2 separate regions of the Mus musculus genome follow, and region 2 is linked to region 1. The links are chromatin contacts, called in public HiChIP or PLAC-seq maps. All regions are on one chromosome and are shown on one strand. Each heading gives the region's core, a stretch centred on a gene start, on an enhancer-like site or on the middle of the called end of the contact. The rest is flanking DNA. Distances are from core to core; before and after follow the strand shown.

The links. HiChIP or PLAC-seq counts read pairs in DNA pulled down with a chosen protein or histone mark.
Region 2: an H3K27ac HiChIP or PLAC-seq map of embryonic stem cells shows a contact between it and region 1, with 2.2 times the contacts expected there. The contact joins two enhancer-like sites. A contact is called at or near these places in 3 of 15 datasets of contacts at CTCF or cohesin (the NIH/3T3 cell line, pro-B cells and stem cell-derived epiblast-like cells), 10 of 484 Hi-C or Micro-C datasets (the BV-2 cell line, CD8 T cells, embryonic stem cells and 2 more), 5 of 115 datasets of contacts at active chromatin or transcription factors (the NIH/3T3 cell line, acute myeloid leukemia and embryonic stem cells) and 1 of 9 other capture datasets (embryonic stem cells).

Annotation. Positions count from the first base shown.
Region 1 is chr1:179,195,853-179,200,204 of GRCm38.p6, forward strand. The region is part of intron 5 of Smyd3 (SET and MYND domain containing 3); the gene reads right to left. Among named protein-coding and RNA genes, the nearest start is that of Gm31349, 130 kb to the right of the region's middle. Within about 2 kb of position 3,084, at least 47 of the 459 cell types and tissues checked have an H3K27ac peak or open chromatin away from gene starts, as enhancers often do. A contact at or near this core is called in embryonic stem cells, where this site is marked.
Region 2 is chr1:179,459,990-179,464,183 of GRCm38.p6, forward strand. All of the region lies in intron 1 of Smyd3 (SET and MYND domain containing 3), which reads right to left. Among named protein-coding and RNA genes, the nearest start is that of Smyd3, 56 kb to the right of the region's middle. Within about 2 kb of position 2,607, at least 9 of the 459 cell types and tissues checked have an H3K27ac peak or open chromatin away from gene starts, as enhancers often do. A contact at or near this core is called in embryonic stem cells, where this site is marked.

The DNA of each region.
Region 1 (4,352 bases), core at 1,834-4,333:
CTCGGTTCTGCTGTGTGTAAGCACAGCCTCATGCATTTTGTTCCAGTACCCTAAATAGAACTCTGTAACTAACTAGCCAGAAGGACCAAGCTGACATTAAACACTGAAACACCACATTCACGATACTCTGGGTATACAGATGTTCAGGAAGCCCTGAGCATTTCTCCCACCACCCCTGACAAGCATCTCCTGAGAGTCCCTAGAGAAACCTGCTACTTCCCCAGGTTCCGCTCCTCCCCCTCCCAGCTCCCTCTCATAGATAGCATGCCTTGAATATCTAAGGTTCTGGTTTTGCCCCCAGCACCATATGCATACACGCACATGTATGCACTGATGGACCACTGCCACCTTCCTCTTTATGATGCACTGAACCCCTAAACTGTGAGCCAAAACGAATAATCCCCCGGTGGCATAGGCTGTATCAGGTGGTTTGATCCCAATGGCAGGAAAGGAATTTGGATTGCTGAATGGACATTCCTATGAACACATGATACATTGTGAATTTCTAAAGATAACTCAGTTCAATTTATCCCAGGTACAAACAGTCATTCAAACTGGACTACTGAAAGGCAGGGCTTGTATTCTCCAGCATCACAATTATAAATGGGTTAATTTTAAAAAGTTGACTGTGGATGTCCTAAAATGTTGAATTTTAACAACTGAGAGGCTTTAAGTATCTATCTATCATTTATGGATTTATTTTAATTATGTATGTGTATGTCTATGGGTTTGTGCATGTGAATGCAGTTTCTGCAGAGGCCAGGGGAGGGCATCAGATCTCCTGGAGATAAAGGCAGCTGTGAGTCTCCCAGTGGTGATAGAGAACTGAACTCAGCAAGCACAGCATACTCTCAACCACTGAGCCATCTCTCCAGCTCAGAAGAGCCATTTACAATTACCTTCTCAACAACCTGGACATAAACACCCAAAAACTGTCTTTTCATGTTTTACATCATTTTTCAAAAGTCATGCTTTACGAATGACATTGTATTCGCTCATTTAGTGTGGGTGTGCCTCGGTAGAGATCAGAGGACAACTTTGGGGACTTGGTTCTTTCCTTCCTTTGTGGGTCCTAAGGATCGGACTCAGGTCATCCTCAGCCTTGGCAGCAAGCGCTCTGACCTAATGAACTGCAGCGATATCCCCTCTGCAAATCATTTTCTACCCAACAGTGCAGCGGTAAATCTTGTGAGAGCTTGCCCTAAACTTCCAGTGCTTCTAAATAGACACAGACTGGAATAAGTGAATTTTCACAACCAAGAGGACTGCACGACATAAAAACCTCAGACCTGTCGGAGCTCAACTCCAAATTTACACACAAACATCCCTGAGCACCCGACAGACCTAACTTTAAAATCTTCACTGTCTGATGCCCTCTGTCATCTGTCCCACCAAGAGTACTTAACTCGCTGTAGGTATTTGTGCTCATTCATTAGCACCCTCGGAGAGGGCGGGGCACAACAGCATCTTCTTGAGGCACTGAGGCATGGCTTCCTGGGTCAGTAAGAAATAAATCTCTCCATATAACTGCCTGCTGGTTTATGTGCTGCTGTCTCCTGCTGGGGAAATGTTAAAATATTTAAGGTTTACTATCTGGTGTGATTGTGGCTTTATAATTAAAGTCTGGGATGGGAGGAGAGAGTGCAGGAGGATTCAGTAATTTATTTCAGCATGAATAGGCTTTCAACTAGTAAACTCTTAGACTCTGTAAAAGTTCTGCTGCATTAGGAGCTGGTGTAGACATTTACAGAGTCACTTTATATGAAGACAGTACAGTTTAGCTAGGAGTTGGAAAAGGAAGAGTGTCTTGTAGATGTCACGGAGATCCTAATTACCCCGGTGATAAAAGAAAAGGAACCCTGTTTTACTGCTAAAATGCAACAAATTCTAACGCAGTGGCGTACCTGCCTCTGCGCAGACCCACCCGTCTGATTTCATTCCTAATTAGAAGACTATTTGGGGCTGGAACTATCTGATTGGCAAGTGAGCGGGGCTTCTACTCATATTCACATTCCCTCTCCCAAACTCCCCTTAAACCCAATTTCTGGACTAGAAGATAAAAAGTTGACTTGTTGAGAGTGGAGTGTGTAAAGTGTGCCAGCTGGGGAAGCCATCTGGGTTTCATCACCTCCGGAGTCAAAGTTTGGAGCTTCCAACTCTGGTCTGAGAGTAGTTCTGTAGACTTGCACCTCCTGGTACAAACTCCTCCATCACCCAGTGCCTCCTGCATCCTTCTGCCTCGGGCTTTAGCAAGCAGGCAGAGCTCAGCACCAAAGCCTAAGTGATCCAAGGTATTTGCATGACACACATAACTGCATAAACAGCTTATTTATATCGACTGTAATGTTTTATTTGAATGCAGAGCAGACACATAGCAACAAACTGAGGGGAGCCGGATATCGGGTGCTTACATCCGGTTTGTGGCACATTCCCAGAAGAGGTCCAGCTCAGTCTTTGTCACCAGACAGGAAAGCCACAAGCAATTAGCAAGGCCACACACCCAGAACCAACTGGCCTGTGAGACTGAGAAAGGGCAGGCTGGAGCAACCACATCTTTGAGCAAAAAGACCCTGTAGGAGTTCCCTAAGCATGAATCTGCGATTTACCACCCTCCGGCCACTGGAAACCTAAACCAACCCGGTATGCGTGATTGTTTAGGAGAGCAATTAAGCTAAACCTTTCTCAGTTAATTAAATGATTTTCATCTGGAGGTGTGGTTAGAGGAAGGAGTCTCCTGCACACTAGTATCTGAAAGAAGTGTTTAGTGTGGGGAAAAATGAGTTCCAGATGACTCTGTTTATGTCTTGTGTTTAAATTCAGACTATCAAGTCTAGACATTGGAAATTAAACTGTAGGTCAGCAAAAAAGAGAGCACCCAGGCAGTACAAAGCTGCCATTTACAGCTGCCCTTAGTGAAAGGGTACAAGGCAGCCTCCTCAATCGAAGGAAGGGCTAAAACTTCCTACAAAAGAAAATCCCAGTTATATAATCAGAAATAACAATGTAGGACTAAGTGCTTCAGCCTGAACCGCCTGATGACCTTTACCATGTTGGGAGGTGGAGCTGATGGGAAAGGAGCCAGCAGGGATGCAGGAAGTGCAAAGACACCAAAGTCAAGGTCAGTGTGCCATCATGCAGTCCTCAGCCAGCCCCCAGGCAGTACATGGTGGGCAGTATGTGCCTGAAGGCAGGGATGGCGATGTGCTGCACAGCATGTTACTCTTATACCAATAAGAACCACAGTCGGGGAGCCGGGCGTGGTAGCACACGCCTTTAATCCCAGCACTCGGGAGGCAGAGGCAGGTGGATTTCTGAGTTCGAGACCAGCTTGGTCTACAGAGTGAGTTCCAGGACAGCCAGGGCTATAAAGAGAAACCCTGTCTCAAAAAACCAAAAAAAAAAAAAAAAAAAAAAAAAAGAATCACAGTAGGGAGATGGCTGAAGCTCAAAGACAGAGCTCATCATTCACACACCAGGCCCTGGCTTCCATCCCCAGAACCAGAAATAATGATAATGGTGGTGGTGGTGGTGGTGATGGTGATAAGGAAGGGAGGGAAGGAGGGACGGACAGACAGACAGACAGAAAGAGCAAAGAAACAAACTGAGAGTTTACCAACTATGACTTTTCATGGTAAGGAAAGACTCTTGCCACACACCTTCAGTTTGTCCTTAATATTTAACTCATTTATGTAAGACAAAACATCTGATACTTCTGTTAATTCAACAAACACACACACACACACACACACACACACAGCAGGCCTGCCTGCAGATGTTAGTCTGCTAACCCCAAATGCATTGGTTTTTGCCAATGAATCACTGCTAAGCAGAGAAGGCCAACATCAGAAATTAAGTATAGATAAGTGCCTAAAAAGAATATTACTTACGTATTTATATAATACTTATAAGACCAAATTAAGGAATGCAATACCAAATTGGGGGGAGGGGGTGGGGATCTAGTGTAAAAGGAAAAAGGTTATTTTATTTAGTTGGAGTTCTAGGGAGTAAACCTAAGGTCTCAGCTTGTTAGGCATGCTCTCTACCACACTGGGCTATCCCCCACCAAACCTACTCCCGTGCCAGCCTCAGCCCCAGCCCAATACTGGGCTATCTCCCAAGCCCACCACTGAGCTATCCGCCCCCTCAAATTCCACAGTCCAACACTGGGCTACCCCACTCCACAAGGCTCTCCAAGGTATCTATAGCCAAGCCCTCTGTGGTCTCCTCTGTTCAAGAATTCAAAGAGAGAGAATTGTGTTTAAATTCTCCCCAAAGGAGAGGCAGCCCTGTCTCACTACCCCATCTACAAGGTGAGGCTGAAGTGCCCTGGGGATCAAATGAGGCAGAGAGTG
Region 2 (4,194 bases), core at 1,357-3,856, 260 kb after region 1:
GCAAGGCTCTGGGTTTAATCCCTAGCAGCCCCAAAACTTAAAACAAGAAAGCAACATGGCTCAGCAGGGAGAGGCACTTGCCTCCAAGGCTAACGATCTGAGTTCAATTCCTGGGACCACCAGATGGTGGGAAGAGAGAGCCCAGTGCAGTAAGGTGTCACATGAACATGGGTGTGTACAGGCGTGTGTGTGTGTGTGTGTGTGTGTGTGTGTGTGTGTATAAATGATGTAAAGCTTTTTTAAAAGATGCTCAATAGTTTTTGTCACTAGGAAAAGCATAAATCAAATTCAGAATGAGATTCCACTTCAATCCTAACTAGTTCAGCTATAATCATCATGGAGCTGGGTATTGGTAAGAACTTGGAGAGACTGGAACCTTTGATACTGATGAGGTGACATGTGTAGTTACCTTAGCAAACAGCTGGCACCTACTCAATAGGACACTGCAGTCCCACTCCTAGTTGCATGGTTAAGAGAAATAAAAACACATCTACAAAAAAAAAAAAAAAATAGCTCCTGGCAACATAATTCCTAATTGGGGGTGGGGGAGTATTCAAATGTTCATCAACTGAAAAATGAATGGCAGGGTGTAGTGCCCAGGCAATGACACAGCATTCAGACAGGAGAGGAATGAGGTAAATACAGACTACAACAGCAATGGATCTGGAAATTAATGTTCTAGATGAAGGAGCTAAGATGGGCTTGGGGCGCATGCCTGCATTGAGAGGTAGAGGTGGGTGGGCCTTGAGTTCAAGGCCAGCCTGGGCTACACAGCAAGTTCTAGACCAACCTGGGTGACATTAGGGAGAATCTGGAAAGGGAAAGAAGGAACAGAGGGAGGGAGGGAGGGAGGGAGGGAGAGAGGGAGGGAGGGAGGGAAGATAGGAGAGAAGAGAAGGGAAAGCTGAAAGAGAAAAAAGGGATGGAGACAGGCAGGGAAGGAAAGGATAATCAATAGAGGTAGGAAACAGCTTTGTAATTTTCAAAGCACAAGGAAAGAAAACTTGAGAGGTATGGGATGAGCTGCCTCTAGAGCAGTGGTCCTCAACCTTCCTAATGCTGGGCCCCTTTAATACCACTCCTCCTGCTGTGGTGACCACCCCCCCCAGCCATAAATCATTTTGTTGCTACTTCACAACTGGAGTTTTGCTAGCTGTTATGAATCATAACGCAAACATCTGTGTTTTCCGATCATCTTAGGCGACTCCCTTTCAAGGGGTCGAGACCCACAGGTTGAGAACCACTGCTCTGAGGCGTGACAGAAACGGCCTAGAGTTGCTAGTGCTGTTTCTTCTCGCATTACATCAATTCGATCTCAACCTTTTCCTCACTGTGAAAAATAAAAAAAATGGAGGAATAAGAAAGAGTAGCCAGGATCACAGTAAGCATGGAACACGTGAGAGAAGACACGGTGTGGGCGAAGAGGGTCCCAATGGCCTGGAAGCTCATCAGCAGAGGCCGGCCTGCATCCTGACGCCCACCGCTGCTGAGGGAGGAGCATCTGCATCCGTGCATCCATCCTGCACGGTACCACAGAGGCATCCGTCCTGCACGGTACCACAGAGGCATCCGTCCTGCACGGTACCACAGAGGCAGGCCCCTCCATTACCAACTGCTGACTGCTGACCTCTGCCTCAGAGATTACAGGAGTCACACAGCAGCTGCAGCCCATTAGTGTGTTGTAAAATCAATTTAAAGGGGGATTAGCAGCCTTTTCTTATTAAGTAAACTGAACAAGGGAATAAAGATGAAGGTAATAAAATCTATACGGGGATGCAGGTAACAAGGTATTATTTACTGGTTTCCGTTAAAAATGTGGATCAGTTTATATGGAAGAGATAAAGTATACTGTGAATTCTAGTACTAAATTTATTTGAGAGAAAAAAAAACCCTAGTCTATGATAATAGCAAAAGTCTCTCTTATAGGCCATTCACATTATTGAAGTATAAATCTATTCAATTCTTCAGTAAGGAAAAATAAAACGTAAGAATGAAAAGGCTGGCTCAGTGGGTAAGTGCCTGCTGTGCATGAATGGGGACCTGAGTTTGAACCTCTGGCCCCTCACTCCCAAACACAAACACATAAAAGCTGGGCATGGCACCATCCACCTGTAACCCCAATGCTGGATAAGGAGGCAGGCATGTGCCAGCCAGTCTCTCAGAAATGGTGGGGTCCATGTTCAGTGAAACACGTTGTCTCAAAACACAAGGTGAGCAATGACAGACAGACAGACAGACACAGGCACACAGACACAAAGAGAAAGAAAATTTACATATTTGCAAGCCCACCTGTAGTCAAGAATTACATGATGCTACCTGACAGGCCTGTAAACTACCCACGAAAAATACACACTCACTGTTATAGTCCAATTAATTTCTCTTCTTGGAGTAATCTGTCTAAGAAAGAAACAAAATATCTAGGACCCTGAGAAACGGCTCAGGAGCTAATAGCACCTGCTGCATAAGATGACTCGTATATGCTCCGGCCCAGGGAGTGGCACTATTAAACGGTAAGGTCCAGTTTGAGTAGGCATGGCACTGTGGGTGTGGGCTTAAGACCCTCACCCTAGCTGCTGGAAGCCAGCATTCTGCTAGCAGCTTTCAAATGGAGATGTAGAACTCTCAGCTCCTCCAGTACAATGCCTGTCTGGATGCTGCCTCACCCCTACCTTAACCATCATGGACTGAATCTCTGAACCTGCTAGCCAGCCTCAATTAAATGTCTTTTTTTTTTCCCCCGAGACAGGGTTTCTCTATATAACCTTGGCTGTCCTGGAACTCACTTTGTAGACCAGGCTAGCCTTGAACTCAGAAATCCGCCTACCTCTGCCTCCCAAGTGCTTTAGGAGCTGCCTTGGTCATGGTGTCTGTTCACAGCAGTTAAGCCCTAAGACAGAAGTTGGTACCAGGCACTGGAGTATTACTGTGATAGACCTAACCATGCTTTTGTTTGGAAGAATGTGGATTTGGGGACTTGGGATTTGGAAAGCTTTAAATTTTAAGGGGCTTATTGGGCCATCCTAGCAGGAATATGGAAGACTTTGTTACTGAGAGTGATTTGAATTGTGTGGACCTGGCCCAAGAGGTTTCAGGGAATAATTTCAATATGTAGCCTAGAGACTGTTCTTGTGGTATTTTGGTGAAGATTGTGGCTACTTTTTGCCCTTGTCTGAAGATTATGCCTGAAGCTAAGGAGAACAGACTCAGATTAATTGCACTGACAAGGGAAGTCTCAGAAACACCCATCATAGACTTTGTTCTCTGGTTAAGTTTCATGAAGGGCATTTTAAACAAGTGTAGCAAGCTAAGAAAGGAAAAATATAAAATATATGGTTTGAATTTTAATGGAGCACCAGGAAGTGAAATGGAGCTGGATCCGGTCGGTGTTCAAAGATATTAAATTGAATTAAGGGATTAATGACCCTGGGGCAAAATACCACCCAGCTAAATTTAGGTCCAGGAGGCAAAGAGAAGCAGATCTCTGAGTTCAAGGCCAACCTAGATCAGAACAAGTTTTAGGTAAAGAAAATTTTAAATCGAGCCTTGGTGGACCCACACCTTTAATCCCAGTGTTTAGGAGACAAGCTTGCAGATCTCTGAATTAATCAGTCTCAGAGCAAGTTCCAAGACATCCAAGCTTAGGCAGTGAAGGAGTTGGAAAACAGAAAGCTGATGATAATGTAATAGAACAAGGGGACCACGTTCCAGCTCCAGCAAACAACAAAAATCAGCAGCTTTGGCCATGTGGCTCTGGCTTTAGAGTCCAGAATAGAAGGGACTATTAATGCTGGTTATCTGTGTTGTGAGAAACATTAAAAAATGAAAGCGGTTCATTCCCGCACTTGTGCCAGCAACCCTCTGCCCTGGCAGCCTAGCTGGCCATGCACTGGCAGGCAATGGCCGACCTATTCTTATCTTGTGGAGACTCTCTGGCCCAGAGCTCCTGAAACGTCTCCACCCAACTTGCTAGGTTCCCACTGGTGGGTGGCTACCATACCAGCACCATGCTTCAAATCCCCCACGGCCTTTGTGGTGCACCTCAGACAAACCCACGCTTTGCTGCCGTACCTTTCTCTCTTGAACCCAAACAAGCCGGCGAGTGAAGGAAAACACAACACAGACTTAATTCCAAAACAACAGTAACTCAAACGCTGGGGGCAACAACTAAAATCCTAGTCTTGAAAGCCTTATTAA